Linked DNA regions of Mus musculus: region 2 is linked to region 1. A link is a contact called in public HiChIP or PLAC-seq data. All regions are on one chromosome and are shown on one strand. The core of a region is the stretch at or near the end of the contact, and the rest is flanking DNA. Distances in the headings are between cores, read along the strand shown.

Region 1 (7,041 bases), core at 1,464-3,963:
TATAATATTTTCTCTTCCCTTTCATATATTCCTTCTTGTGCCTGTGATTGTCTGGACTTCGCTGTCTATCTTCTACCTGAGGAACAGCAGCTGGTCCTCTAACTTCCCTCCCCACAAAGAATCAGAGTAGAGTTGTTACCTTCCAGTTGTCTGGCTTTGCATGGACTGAAAACATCTGCACCCCTCACACACCATAGTGGAAAATGGAAATCCTGCTTCCGCCTGTTCTAATGGCTTATCCTTCCACTTCCTCTCTGGTAAACACACACAGTCATTCTTTATGTCAGCCATGTGCCCAGCTCTACCAGAATCTGCTCAAGCTTCATTAGCCATGTGATGTATATGAGAAAATAGGAAATCCAAGCTTGATACATCCAGGGACAAAAGTAAACAGTCTCTAAATAAGAATCCCAGAGGCTCCAGGGAAGGAACATGAAGGCACTTCTACATGCTTGCTCAGTGCCAGGCCTTCAGGCTGTTTAGAGCTCTCCTCTCAACTCAGGAAGGACTGGGTTGAGAGGGATAGAGTACTCCACATTGAGATCATGCACTCAGTCCAGGAGACCCGGAGGAGAGGAGAGCTGCTGACATTGGTCTCTTTTGAAGCACTCTCGGGGCTAGATTGTATATCTTTAAGCAGGACCCTAAGATGTGTGCACGAGACAAGATCAACAATCCTTGCTTCTCAGAGAAGCCTGGGCAGTTCATGAAGAGCATATGTCAGATAAGAGAAGACAGGTGTCAACACCATCACTTAAAGTGTCACTTGTTGAAGGCCTATTGTACTAGGTATTGTCCCTAAAAGCTCTGTGAGTGGTACTTGATTTTTTTTTTCAAACTCTGATCATGTGTTTGCTCCTCTCAAAGTCTTATTTATTACTGGACTCAGATATAGTAGAAGCTCTCAACTAGGAGAGCTGACATCTCTCAGCAATCTATTCCTGATATGTGTGTGTGTGTGTGTGTGTGTGTGTGTGTGTGTGTGTTTGCATGTGCATGTGTGTGTTTAAGTTCCTTCATTCTCTTTACCAAACATTTAGCATAGTCCACAGCCTCCGCATTTTGCTAACTACTACATTATTTCCTCAGAGTAATACACCAACATTTGTGTTTCAGGACACGTGAAATAGCAAGTTGCTGAATCTTTGTACTTTGGCTCTGGGCTTACATTCTTTGTTTAAGGGCTTTCTGGCAAAGTATTGATGGACATCATCTTCTTTAGAGAGATTGAAAAGCTTTAAGATTCTTCTAGCTCTTTTGGGCCCCAACTATCAAATCACAGCAGTATCTATCAGTCCAGGGATAACCTTTTCTCTTTTGTGCTTAACAACCAAGTTAAGACAACTCATACTGGCATCCACAATGCATTCCTGAACGGACTTGCACTTCCTCCCTCCAGGTCTCCTTGGTCTACTACAAGAATTTCCCTTACTCAACAGTAAGTGCATCTGGCATGAGTCAAGACACGTTGCTTCATGGGAAAGCCTTGTTTGCAAATCCCAGCATAGATTCCCACCGTATAGACCTCCCAACTTAAGTTTTATAAACACTGCACGGTAGCTATTATAATCCTTGACTCATGATCCACCATTTCCATCAGTTCTACCTAATTGCATAGCTCCTACTTCATGATCGGATTGCTGGATCACCACCTTCACTCAGCCTTCCCGAGTTACAGAAACCCAACACTTTCTCCTGATGTGCTTGCCCTAAAGGTTAGTGAGGAACTCCACGGCCTAACTCTCCGCAGACCCGCAATCAAACCATGATGAGAAAGTTTGATTGAAGTTAGAATCCTCTTAACCCAGCTGAGGAGTCAGGTAAAAACTGGAGTGGATAATTCAAGAGCAGAGAGGCCAACATTCTACCCTCACCACATAGCGGGTGTGTGTGTCTGTGTTTACACCACCAGTGAACACACACCGAGCTATGGCTTCAGACTAGAGGTTTATGAACTCTGAAGTGGTTCACAAACTGTCTGGAGATCTGATTATCAGCTCCACGAGGCCAGCAGAGTGCCAACTGTGACAGCAGCTAAGAGAAGGAAGGAGGAGGGGTATGAGGCTGAGCCAGGCAGGGATGCTGTTAAATGCCACATTCGGTACCTGTGCAAGCAGAGCCTGCCAATCATCAAGGAAAGTGGCCAAGTCTCCAGGCATTGTAGGAAGGTAACACTTGGGTAGTGCACATCTTCCAGAGAATCTGAGCTGCAGGCCTTGCCAGCAGGAAATTTCACACCAGGGATAAGAAGGTAGCGTCTGCTTGCCTTAGCACATATTACCTAGGAGGAGGGCTCACTACACTGGCTTGCTTCATTCTTCCTCCCAATAGACCTAAGGTCCTTGGCATCCTCCCAGTTGTGCTTTTTGCAGTTTCCTGATTTAGGGGCAGGCTGTGCCCACTCCAGGGCCCCACTTACCTTGGCAAAGGTCCGGAATCCCTGGAGGATGGGTCTATAGCCTGTACAGCGGCAGAGGTTTCCTGCAGGCCAAGGGGAAAGCTGTAAAGTTAACGTCCCTTCCAGGGGATGAGGACTTATGACTTTGCTGCATGTGCTTGACCTTCGACCTCCTATGTCTGCTGCCTATGAGGCCCTGCTCCTGCTTACATTTCTGTCTCTAAAACACCCATCCCGGTGCCTTCCCACAATGCCTAGAGCAAGCCCACCCTGACCCTTTCAGAGTGTCTGATCACCTTCTCACTGAGCTTCTCAAACTATATTACCAGTCATGCTCCCTCTTCAGAGTGGGAGTCTCTGGAGGAAGGGACTCCTATCTTTTATCCTGTGTCCTTCACACTTCAGATAGTACAAAGCATAGGGCTCAAAAATCGGCTGAGATATTGAATGGGTGGGAAACTTTCTGGATTTAATTCCCTAGATAGAGAGCTATAATCCAGTCACAGGAGATGAATCGGGAAGTGAGCATCTGCTATGACTCAGCATCTAGTCTCTCTTCCTCCTGAGCAGCAATCACCCTGGTCAAGCTTGTTCTGATGGAAGTCAAGTGAAAGAATCCGAGGCCAACAGCTCTCAACCTGTGGGTCACAACCTCGTTGGCAACAGTCTGTCTCCAAATCCATTTACATCATGATTCATAACAGTAGCAACTTTACAGTTTTGAAATAGTAATGAAAGTATATATAGTAAATAGTAGAGAGTCACCACAGCATGAGGAACTGTACTCAAGGGTCGTAATATTAGGAAGGTTGACAAGCACTGCTCTAGACAGCTTCTCAAATGTCAGTGGTTGTCTTGGGACAAGGTTGCCCCATGAAGGGTAGGATCTAGACATCCCAGGAAGCAGGGACCAACCTGGTCAACCAGAAGAAGGTGAACTTCCCAGCAGATCTTGGCTACCATGTTTTATAGCCAGAGCTCTCAGAAGAGCAACACCTGGCATTCCCAGCCCATTCTTGACTGTCATTGTCTTGACCTGTTCAGGACCCATGTGCCATCCCACTCCCTGGGCTGCGCCTAAAGGTCCACACCTTGGAAGGCATTCTCGATCTCCTCGACAGTAGGCTCAGGCTTGTTTCGGAGCAGTGTGTACATACTCATGACAATACCAGGGGTACAGAACCCACACTGGGAACCATGGCTTTTGGCAATTCTCTCCTAAAAAAAAAAAAAGACAGATAACACATGCTCATGTTGGCAGAAACCCCACCTCCCCAGCTCCTTCATATTTGCTTAAAGCTGTGAGGGTCTCCATCAGGCCACTGAGCCCATCTGAGGTGGCACAGATTCCTCATCTTCATGACGGAGACCATCCCACTAATTACAGCTATGGATTTTTTTTTAAAGTCATTCATATAAAACTCTATTTTTTTCTCTTCTTTATCCCCTCCTTATTTCTTTCTATTTGTTTGTTATCGAATAACGCTAGGGCCCTGAACATACTAGGCAGGGACTCTATTATTGAATATCTGTAGACCTTTTTCTACTGTTTGTATGTATGTTTGTTTGTTTGTTTGTTTATGATGATGTCTCATTGTGTAGTACAGGCAGGCCTCGAACTTGATTTCCTTCTATCCTAGTCTCCTGAACAGCTTGGTTTACAGCCACCAGGACAGCCTCAAACTCCTGGTGTTGTCCCTGGCATTCTGTAGGCATCCATCAATGTTAGCCATTAGTGGACAAGTCCTTTAGAGAATACTGTTAGTTCTAGCACAGAGAGTTTAGGAATTTACCCCGGTTCAAGTATCTTAAATAGAAACACTGTGCTGCGTTCTTTTGACTACATGAGCCTGCAGTGAAATTCAAGCACCACTCCTGAAGGACCACAGAGTGTGCCCTATTCAAACCCACCACTGCATTCCTGGATTGTTAAGTGAAGGTACCCTCGGAGCACAGGGAGGACATGAGAACTGGACCAGGCGCTAAGCTGAGTTTACTATATGCATAGAATGTCACAAAACTCCCACCAAAGCTGGTGGGTTTTACTTCCAGTTCCTGTTCCTCATCTACATGGCTTTCTCCTTTTTCTGTCTCTTGGGAATCTTTCTCGGTACTTGAGTAAAACTGACAGGACGTTATAACATCTGTATCTGTAGTCTACCCATTCATTTTGTGAACATGGATCAAGAACCTAGTATGCAGTAGGCATGAAAGGTTATATAAACAGAGAAGAGAGATGGGGAGAAATTCCATGAAGCCTGGACTGTAATAGTGCAATTTTGATAAAAATGGAATAAGAAAAATTCCATGTGGTGGCCAGCGCTGTGCAGAAGATTTGCACAATTACATGATCCAGAGTGACTGAACCACTCTAGAAAGGATCTCGAGGCTGGTTTCAATATCGCAGTTAGGATCAAGAAAAGAGAACTGTCAGCAAGAATGCTTGATACAGCACGAGCTTGGCGTGCCAGAGCAGCTGAGAGAATATGGGCGGAACCTGCTGACGCTAAACACTTTGGGTGGGAAAGCAGCTCCTCACAAGCTGGGGCAAGCTACAGAACCTTCTCTGTGTGATGGGCAGCCTTAGGAGATTTCAGCCAGCAGTGATGTGATTCATGGCTTTAAAAAAATAAATCACTTTGGGCTGCTGGGTGGAAATTGCATTCTAAAAACAAACACAGAAATGGGTCTTCGGAATATAGTATAGCCAGCTAAAAAGAGATAATGACATGGATCAAAGTAGTGAGAGTTAAACAGATGGGGGAGCTATCATAGATGGTTTAGAGAGTGGATCACACTTCTGGATGGATAGGGTGTAGTATGTGAGGGGATCAAAGATTACTCCTGGATCCTTGGAAAGTAAGAATGGACTGCTTTGCCATTGGCTTAAATAGAGCAATACCCAGGAAGGAAGATGTTATGGACAAAATGGGTTTTTCCTACAGCTGAGATTAGACATTTGTGCTGTGGTATCAAGTAGGCAATTGCAAACGAGTAACTTCTGAGGAGAGGTCAAAGTTGAAAGTGCAAGTGTGTACCATTTGCAGGTAGTGGATGTTCCAACGTACCTGCCATGAGATTGTAAGAATGGAGAAGGGCAGGGCTGAGGCCAGAACCTGGATACTGTGGCAGTCTGTGGGGAGCCAACGAGTCAACACATGATGCCAATGAGAGTAAGAGATGAAAACATGGGAAAGCCAGAAAACAAGAAAATCAAATGCACTAGGAATACAATCAACCCTGCTGCTTATATGGAGATAAAATAAGAACACCGAGAGTAAGAGTTCATGTTGTTGGGAGGGCGGATACAAATCCTGTGTTCAAACTACCCCTGCATTTGGCTACCGAGGAAACAACAGGCTCAAATTAAGCTCACACTTCTCGCAGGTTGGGCAGGTTTAGAGGTGTACCCTTTTCCTGCCTAAGAAACAGAGATGAAGCAACAGCACTCTCGCCCTGCTCTGACACCACAGACTGGATCATATGCTCCTCCTGTGGAACAGAACCTGTTTGATCATCCGGAGGCCCTAGTGCCTGGAGACAAAGGAAGTGTCACCCCCTGAAAGACGTGTCTCTTCAAATGGTCAAGAGAGGATTCAGACCTGGGTTTAACTCTGGAACCGTCTCTGATTGCAATTTTTCAAAGAACTCGCGCCTCAGTTATCCCAGGGTGGGGCTGTTCTCTGCCTCCACCTGTTTCAGTTTGGGCTAAGAGCATCCAACTTCTCCCTCCAAACCCCCAGATTTGCAATATGGTCCCCCTCATGGTTCCTGACTTCAATCCAATGCCAAGGTCTAGTTCCACAAGGGAGAAAACCCCCAGTGAGGTATTTATGGGTATGTTTGTTTGGCCCTTGAAGTTGCTGAGGTTGTGAATAACCTTGAACTTTTGATTCTCCTGCATCCTTCCAAGGGCTACAATTTCAAGCAGGCAGTGTACCCCGTTTCTATGGTGCTTGGGATCTAATTCAGAGCTGCATGCGTGCTAGGAAAGCAATCTCGTCAACTGAGTCATACAGCCCCTAGCTATTAACTTATCTTCATTCTCCAGAGAGTAAAGGTCTGACAGTCCATATGCGTGGCATTTAATATTGATTGATAACTTTATAGGATATGTAATTTAGGAAACAAGCCTCTGGGTGTGTCCCTCGAGGAATTATCTAGATTAAGTTTGCCTCTGGTCAAAGCCATGAGTGTTTATCTAGATTAGTCAAGGTGGGAGAAATGGCTGAATCCAGGACTGAATAAAAGAAAAACAGCTAGCCAGATATGAGCATTCCACTGCTCTCTGCTTCCTAACTGTGGATGCAATGTGCCCAGAAGCCTCAAGCTCTGATCACTATGACATCCCTACCATGGTAACGAGTACCCTCAAACTGTGAGTTAAAATAAGTTCTTCCTTATGACTGTAAATATTAAAGTAGCCCGTTTTCCTTTGTTCCCGTTTTGAGGCTGGTACAATGGTAGCTGGCCCTGACTACTTATCTCCAGTTGCTTCTGACAGGAATGTTGCAGAAGCAATGTGTAAAGAAAGTAATTCAACATTGATATTGTTCGAAGAGTGGAGGATGTGTGGTACAACTGGAATTATAGGAGTCATGGAAATCTGGAATTGGAGGACTGTCATTTGTCAAAGCATACTC
Region 2 (6,894 bases), core at 4,232-6,731, 330 kb after region 1:
CTTCACACACAGTGGCATAAGCAAACCCAACACAATAAACAAATTAAATTAAATAGTAACACTGACGTGTGGTTACGTTTAAACTTTTAAACTATAACCAGAGATTTCAGCTTTCCAAAAATGTCAGATCCCTACTCATGTTGAGAAATCTCATCACATTAGTGTATTTGATCTCATTTTAATCAAGAATTGAATCAGACTTTCCTCTTTCACTGTAAACCTCAAAAACCTCTTTCATTCTTTTTCTCATTTCCTTTAGGAAATAATTATACCTTTCACTTGTTCAGACAATAATCAGATAGAAAGCAGCCAATCTTCTGTTTGCCCAGGACTTCCCCATGTTTAGCACTGACAGTCCAGCATCCTAAAATTCCTGAGCAGCCCTATCATGGAGCTAATCATTTTCCATTCAGAGACCTACTTTATCTTCCTTCCATTGAGTCTGATTTCTCTATTTCAACAAACTCCGCTATTCCTATCAAAAGCCATACACACTACAACTATACTCAATCTCACTATAATTCTCTAATCAAAAGCTCTGCTCTCACAACTTTTCCGAGTCCCTTGCATTCAACGTTGCCCTTTTGGACTTGACTTTTACCACTAAAATGTTAATGTACAGTAATTAATTTTTCTTTCTACTAAAACCCAGTTCTCTGACCCACTTTAAAGCAACTACGGCTACCCTTATTTCCTTCCCACTATCTATCCATTCTCTCTTTTTAATTTTTCTTATTAGATATATTCACTTCCTTTAAGTTCTGTCTTATCTACACGTATGTGTGTGTGTATGCAGCACATGAATGTTTGGGGCCTGCAGAGGTTAAGAAGGCATGGCTTCCCTGGAATTGCAGTTACAGATGATTGTGAGCCACCATGGAGGTGCTAGGAACCCAGATCCTCTGCCAGGGGAGAGAACGCGCTCTTAACCTCTGAACCATCTCTCCAGCCTCTTTTTAAACTTTGGAAAGACCAGTCTTGTGTATACTTGATCTGAATTCTGGGTCAGGCAATAACAACAAAGTAATTGAGTTTTCTTGCCAGGCCCAAGTTACTAATATTCAGAGAACTACTGCCATCAGTCTTTAAAAAGGCAACCCCATTATACTGCATTATGCTGCTCTTGTGTTAAGATTTTTAGATGTCCTAACATTACAGGACATGGCTGGTTTTCCTTTTACAGAATCCTAATTCTTCCTGAAGTAGTCCAGAGATGTTCCACACACCAATATTACCTGACTTGTTCACTTCAGAAAAGTCTGTGGATGTTGCCAGATACCCAGAGGTCAGCATGACCTCTGGGGATGATGCTAAAAAATTAACAAGCTCTCCAGGTGACTCTAATAGACGTTGAAATGTGAAGCATTCTGCCAAGAAGGAGCTTATTTCAACAAGCTATAATGATTTCTTCTAAGATACCTGGATGGCTTATGGCTGAGATTTTTATCATAAATCATAAATTAGATCTATAAATTAACAATAAGTGAGCACATCAACTTTACCTCCAGTCTACATAAGTCTAAAGTGACCTGTACTGCTTTTAAAGACTCACTTACCCTTTTTCTCCCTTTCTAAGACAGAGTCTCACTATATAACCCTGGCTGGCCTGTGTTGTTTTTAAAAATAATAATAATAATAAAATAAAATAAGTAAAATAATAGTAAGAAAAAGAAGCGGGAAGAGGAAGAGAAAAGGAAGCGGGAAGAAGAGGAGGAGGAGACAACAGAACACAGTCCAGGAATGGAGTGCTGTGAGAATTATGAATGTTTGTGAAAACACTCCAAGAAAACAAAAGGCTTGTGACCTCTGTTTCTTCAAAATACAAAACTGTTCTTGGACTGTTTTTGTTTTTGTTTCTCCCAGATGTAGCAGATAGAAGTGAGTTTACTTCAGGTTTCTCATTATTATTTGCTGCTGCTATTCAATCAAATGTTTAAACTATCCTCTATATGCCTCTATGGCAAACATGTTTTGCCACATGCAGCTTGTCCTTGCGATTATATACAGCTTAAACTCATGAGAACTTTACTCAGGTGGTTTTTCTTAACCCTCAGAGTATTAATTACCTGATGCTCTGAATAAAGTTGGCTATTGCATGAGACTTTAGTCTCTCCTCATTTATTGGCTCCATACTCCCTGGTACCACCACCTCTAGAGTGCTGACAGAGACTATTTCGTTAAATAATTATATCTAGTTAAATTAGTTAGATATCAATGATGTTGTAGATATTACCTATGCAAAGACTGCTCTAAGATGAAGACTTGGGGACTGGAGTGATGGCTCATCAGTTAAGAGCACTGGTTGCTCGTCCAAGGACCTGGATTTGGTTCCCAATGCCCATAAAAAAGCTAAAAACTGTAATACCAGCCCCAAGGGACCTAACACTTCTTTCCGTTTCCATGGCACTGCACTCACATGGTACACAGGCACACATCCAGGCAAAACAGCCACACCATACACCATACACATCAAATATGAAATAAATTTTAAAAAAGACTGATTTTAGACAAAATAAATATAGTATGTAATCCTAGATAATAAATGCTCCGGTGGTAAAGAGTAAAAGTCATTGGGGCAGGAAGAGGAACTGAGAACAAATCATAGATCTGAGAGTCATTTAAAATGGTCAAGCGAATGATAGAGTGGTCAATGGACAAATGATGGCAGCAAATATTAAAATAGATCAAGAAACTGTACATTGTAGCATGTGTCTACAATCCTATCACAAAGTAGCCTATGCAGAATAATAGTGGACTCAAGGCCAGCTTAGAGGACACAGAGAGACACTGCTTCAGAGACAGGAAGGAAGGAGGCGTGGAGGAAGGGGGGAAGGGAAACCAAAGTGTGGAAGATCAGACTCTTGGGCATAGAACCAAGATGCACCAATGAGGGAGGGAAAGTAATGTAGGAGACTTGGGTGGAAGGAGAAACTAGATTCAGATAACCTCCTTAAAAGCCTTATAAAATTAGCATATAGAAAAAAGGAAAGGGCAGGAGAGATGGCCCAGGGGTTAAGAGCACTGTCCACGCCGGGCATGGTGGCGCATGCCTCTAATCCCAGCACTCGAGAGGCAGAGGCAGGCGGATTTCTGAGTTCGAGGCCAGCCTGGTCTACAGAGTGAGTTCCAGGACAGCCAGGGCTACACAAAGAACTCTGTCTCGAAAAATCAAAAAGAAAAAAAAAAAGAAATACAAAGCTAGTGGCTCCCAGCCATCCACAGCTCCAGCTCTAGGGGACCTGATGACCTCCTCTGATCTCTGTAGGCACTAAGCACACATTTGGTACACATGCATATATACAGGCAGGTAAAACATATAAGATAAAAATTTAAAACTCCAATTTTAAAAAGCAAGGTTAAATATACAAAATAATTTGTATTTCTATCTAGTAGCAGCAAAAATCTGAATAAAAATTTTAAAACTTATCTAAATATCCTCAAATCTTTCAATTTTTAAATTTTTAGTGAGAGAGAGAGAGAGAGAGAGAAAGTATGTTTGTTTAAAAGACAACTTTGGGGGGCTGGAGAGATGGCTCAGCAGTTAAGAGCACTGACTGCTCTTCCAAAGATCCTGAGTTCAAATCCCAGCAACCACTGGTGGCTCACAACCATGTGTAATGAGGCCTGATGCCCTCTTCTGGGGTGTCTGAAGACAGCTTCAATGTTCTTACATGTAATAATAAATAAATCTTAAAGAAAAAGATTAAAAAGAGTAAAAGACAACTCTGAAGTTGGTTTTGCCTTCCTTCTTTGTATAGGTTCCAAGGTCACCAAGCTAATGCACAAAGGACCTTTATTTGCTAAGCCGCCTCACCAGCTTCAAAACATCAAATTTTTAAAGATAAATTTTAGATATAATCACTTATTACCGTACTTGGGAGGCAAGACCCACTTGCTAAAAGTCACTGTCCATTGTTCTTCAAATTCTGTTAAGGAAAGTGACTGTCCTAAATAAGGCAAACACGCATGTGGCAAATCCATGGCTACCACCATATTTACCGGCTATGACCTGAGTTCTGTTACTCTAAGATCAAACAAGGATGTCTGCTCATCTATTCATTTGTAGGCAAATGGATCTATGTTTAGAGATGAAAAAAGTGCATTTTTAATGGTCAGAGTTTGTACAACTTTTATCTACATATTCACTCTAAAAATGCAGTACAAGCTAACAATCCCATAGTTAGCACTACAGCACTCACGGCAGGATTTCATGGTAAGGAAAGTGTAATTAAAACCACCAGCATTTGGTTTGGTAGCAGTTTCCATCTGTGGACATCAAAGCAACTTTTAAACACATTAATTACAGCCTTCCTAACTATCCTGTTTACTATCAGCAGAGTACAAGCATGAACATGGGTCTACTATACCAAACTACACAAAGTATACATTTAAATTGTAAAGTCCATGCATAATTAGAGACTATTTTGTATTAAGGTCTGAGGAGAACCTACCCTTCCCTGTATACTACTTAGTAAACTATTAAATCATTACTAGTGGGGCTGGAGGATGGCTCAGTTGTTAGAACTTGTTTGCTCTTGAAGACACCAATACACATAAAATAAACCTAAAAAAAGATTACGACCAGTATTAGTTTAAGTTCTTTATCTTTATACTGTTTGAGTTTGTGTGTTGTTTTTGCTTTTGGTTTATATTTGTTCCCTTGGCTGTCCTGGAACTTGCTCTGGAAGACCAGGACAGTCTCATCCAGCTGCCTCTGCCTCCTGAGTGCTGAGATCAAAGGGTGCACTCCCCACCCCCAGCCCCAGCCCTGTCTTCAGACTGTTAATACCATAAAGAAAGGCACTGGGGATGGGCAACTGGACTCCTTGGTTAGCAGGTGCTGTATTCTCCCTCATTACCCTTTCTGTCTTGGGAAAAAAGACTATTAGAGTAACAGCCAGCCAGACTACTCTTTTGCCAGCTACAGCCATCCTCAACATTCCATGGATACCTTGAGACAACTAAGCAGACTGCAGCTGACTGCCTTGGCTCCTGAAGGCACAGCCCCAGCCAAAATTGTGTGAAACAGTTTGCACCAAATTTTTCCTTTCACAGTCCTGAGTGAAATCTAGATGACCTTGAAATCATTTCCACTTTGGCCAAAAGGAAGCACTTTTCCCTCAGAGAGGTGATTGGTTCAACTCAGTGGCTATGATGAGTACAAAGAGATAATGTTCAAACAAGTGGATGTGAATGACCCAAAACAAAGGGGATGATGGGTGCAAAGGCGGCTTCTGGGGCTCTATAAAGCTGGTCAGGCTCACTGAGTGAGCCAGCTGGGAGACACTCTCCTGTGCTGCTTCCCCTAAAACTGCAGCATTAGGCGCAATAAAATGCTTCTCTAAATGGTCTTTCTTGCCTACTTTCAGTAATGTGGCTGAACTGGTCGCCAGAGGGAGGTGGGAGAGGAGAGAGGCAGGGGCAGTAGCAGCAGCAGCGAGCAGAAACAGCAGAATGGCAGTGGTGCTGACAATGAAAGCCCCACAGATGAAGAGGCTTAAACAGCTGAAGAAGCAGCTGTAGTCCTGCAGAGTGGCAGTCCTGGCCTGTGCTCTTGACTTCTGGGTGGCTCCCAAACGGCCCAGCTCACAACCCATCCCCACTTCCCCAGGCCTGAATTCATACCCAAACTATTCCCAAATATCCCAGCATGCACCAGAGTGGGGGCAGGGGGACACTACGGACACACGGCTCCTTGACAACTTTAGAAGCAACTGAACAAACAGTTCAAATGGACGGGAAGGAAGAAGAAAGCAGAAGGAGAGCATATGTGACAAGAGGATTATGCATATGAAGGATCAAAAGTGTGTGTGCAGAAGTAATCAACAGATACTGCAGGTTAGCAGGTTCCCACAGAATTGTAGTAAGTCTTCATTGCCCATGCTGAGGGGTTATACCAACGACTACTTAGTAGTTAAGGCCTACACAGGGCCTATAACATTTATAGGGCTAAGGATTCCAATACCCAGAAACTGGAGGACTAGAACCCTAGAGGGTACCTCTGGCTTCTGCTACCTTACTGGCAAAGCTTGCAGTTACTAAACACCAATGCAAAAAAAAAAAAAAAAAAAAAAAAAAAAGGCTGCTTAGAGACCAGCATTTGAAGAATTTCCCCTTTCCTACACACAACTTCTATCTGGGTAGAACAAAATAGTCCTCAGCCAGCTACTGGTGACAACATCCTTATGAAAAGAAGACTGGTAATATATATAATATCCTTGCTCAGCATACACAAGATTCTGATTTCAATTCCCCAGCATCAGAAAATTCAACAATTAAGCAACAATAACTAAGTACTCAGGTATGATGGCTCAAAACTTGTAACACTGGTACTTAAAAGCTGACACAGGAAGAGTGCCCCAAATTCAAGGTCAGCCTAGAATATGAACAAGACATCAAAACTGTAGGGGACCGGTGTTAGCATTCTGTTTAAGCTCCTTCCCACAGTTACCTGCCAACAGCCAGGTAGGCCTGACCCACTATAAAGGGGGCTGTTTGCCCTCTCCTCCCTCTCTTGCCCTCTTGGGCTCTTCTCTTCCCCCATCCCTTCCCTACACCCTCCCCCCACCCCACCCCCCCCCCCGCGCGCGCGCACACACACACACACACACACACACACACACCTTTATTTCTCTACTCCCTCTCTCTGCCTTTCTCTGCCTCTACTACCCTCTTAACTCCCCTCCCCATGTCCTGAATAAACTCTATTCTACACTATACCATCATGTGGCTGGTCCCCCATACCTACCACACATCCATAGAACATATTCATATTTTCTCTCTCTCTCTCTTTCTCTCTCTCTCTTTTTATAAACATACCAGTGGGGCAGTAAGAGTGGTTAAGAGTGCTTGCTACAGACAACTAGAGCTGAGTTCTGTGCACACAGGATAGAT

Evidence for each region. HiChIP or PLAC-seq counts read pairs in DNA pulled down with a chosen protein or histone mark.
Region 2: a contact with region 1 is called in an H3K27ac HiChIP or PLAC-seq map of microglia, with 4 times the contacts expected there. The contact joins two enhancer-like sites. A contact is called at or near these places in 3 of 39 promoter capture datasets (the C10 cell line and liver), 1 of 15 datasets of contacts at CTCF or cohesin (the NIH/3T3 cell line), 1 of 115 datasets of contacts at active chromatin or transcription factors (microglia) and 1 of 9 other capture datasets (adipose tissue).

Annotation. Positions count from the first base shown.
Region 1 is chr17:73,932,383-73,939,423 of GRCm38.p6, forward strand. It overlaps Xdh (xanthine dehydrogenase), which reads right to left. Exons shown (of 36, transcript NM_011723.3): 5 at 3,490-3,616; 6 at 2,420-2,481. It also overlaps the pseudogene Gm18068. Among named protein-coding and RNA genes, the nearest start is that of Xdh, 14 kb to the right of the region's middle. Within about 2 kb of position 2,714, at least 30 of the 459 cell types and tissues checked have an H3K27ac peak or open chromatin away from gene starts, as enhancers often do. A contact at or near this core is called in adipose tissue and microglia, where this site is marked.
Region 2 is chr17:74,259,775-74,266,668 of GRCm38.p6, forward strand. The region is part of intron 1 of Memo1 (mediator of cell motility 1); the gene reads right to left. Among named protein-coding and RNA genes, the nearest start is that of Gm52299, 13 kb to the right of the region's middle. Within about 2 kb of position 5,482, at least 120 of the 459 cell types and tissues checked have an H3K27ac peak or open chromatin away from gene starts, as enhancers often do. A contact at or near this core is called in adipose tissue and microglia, where this site is marked.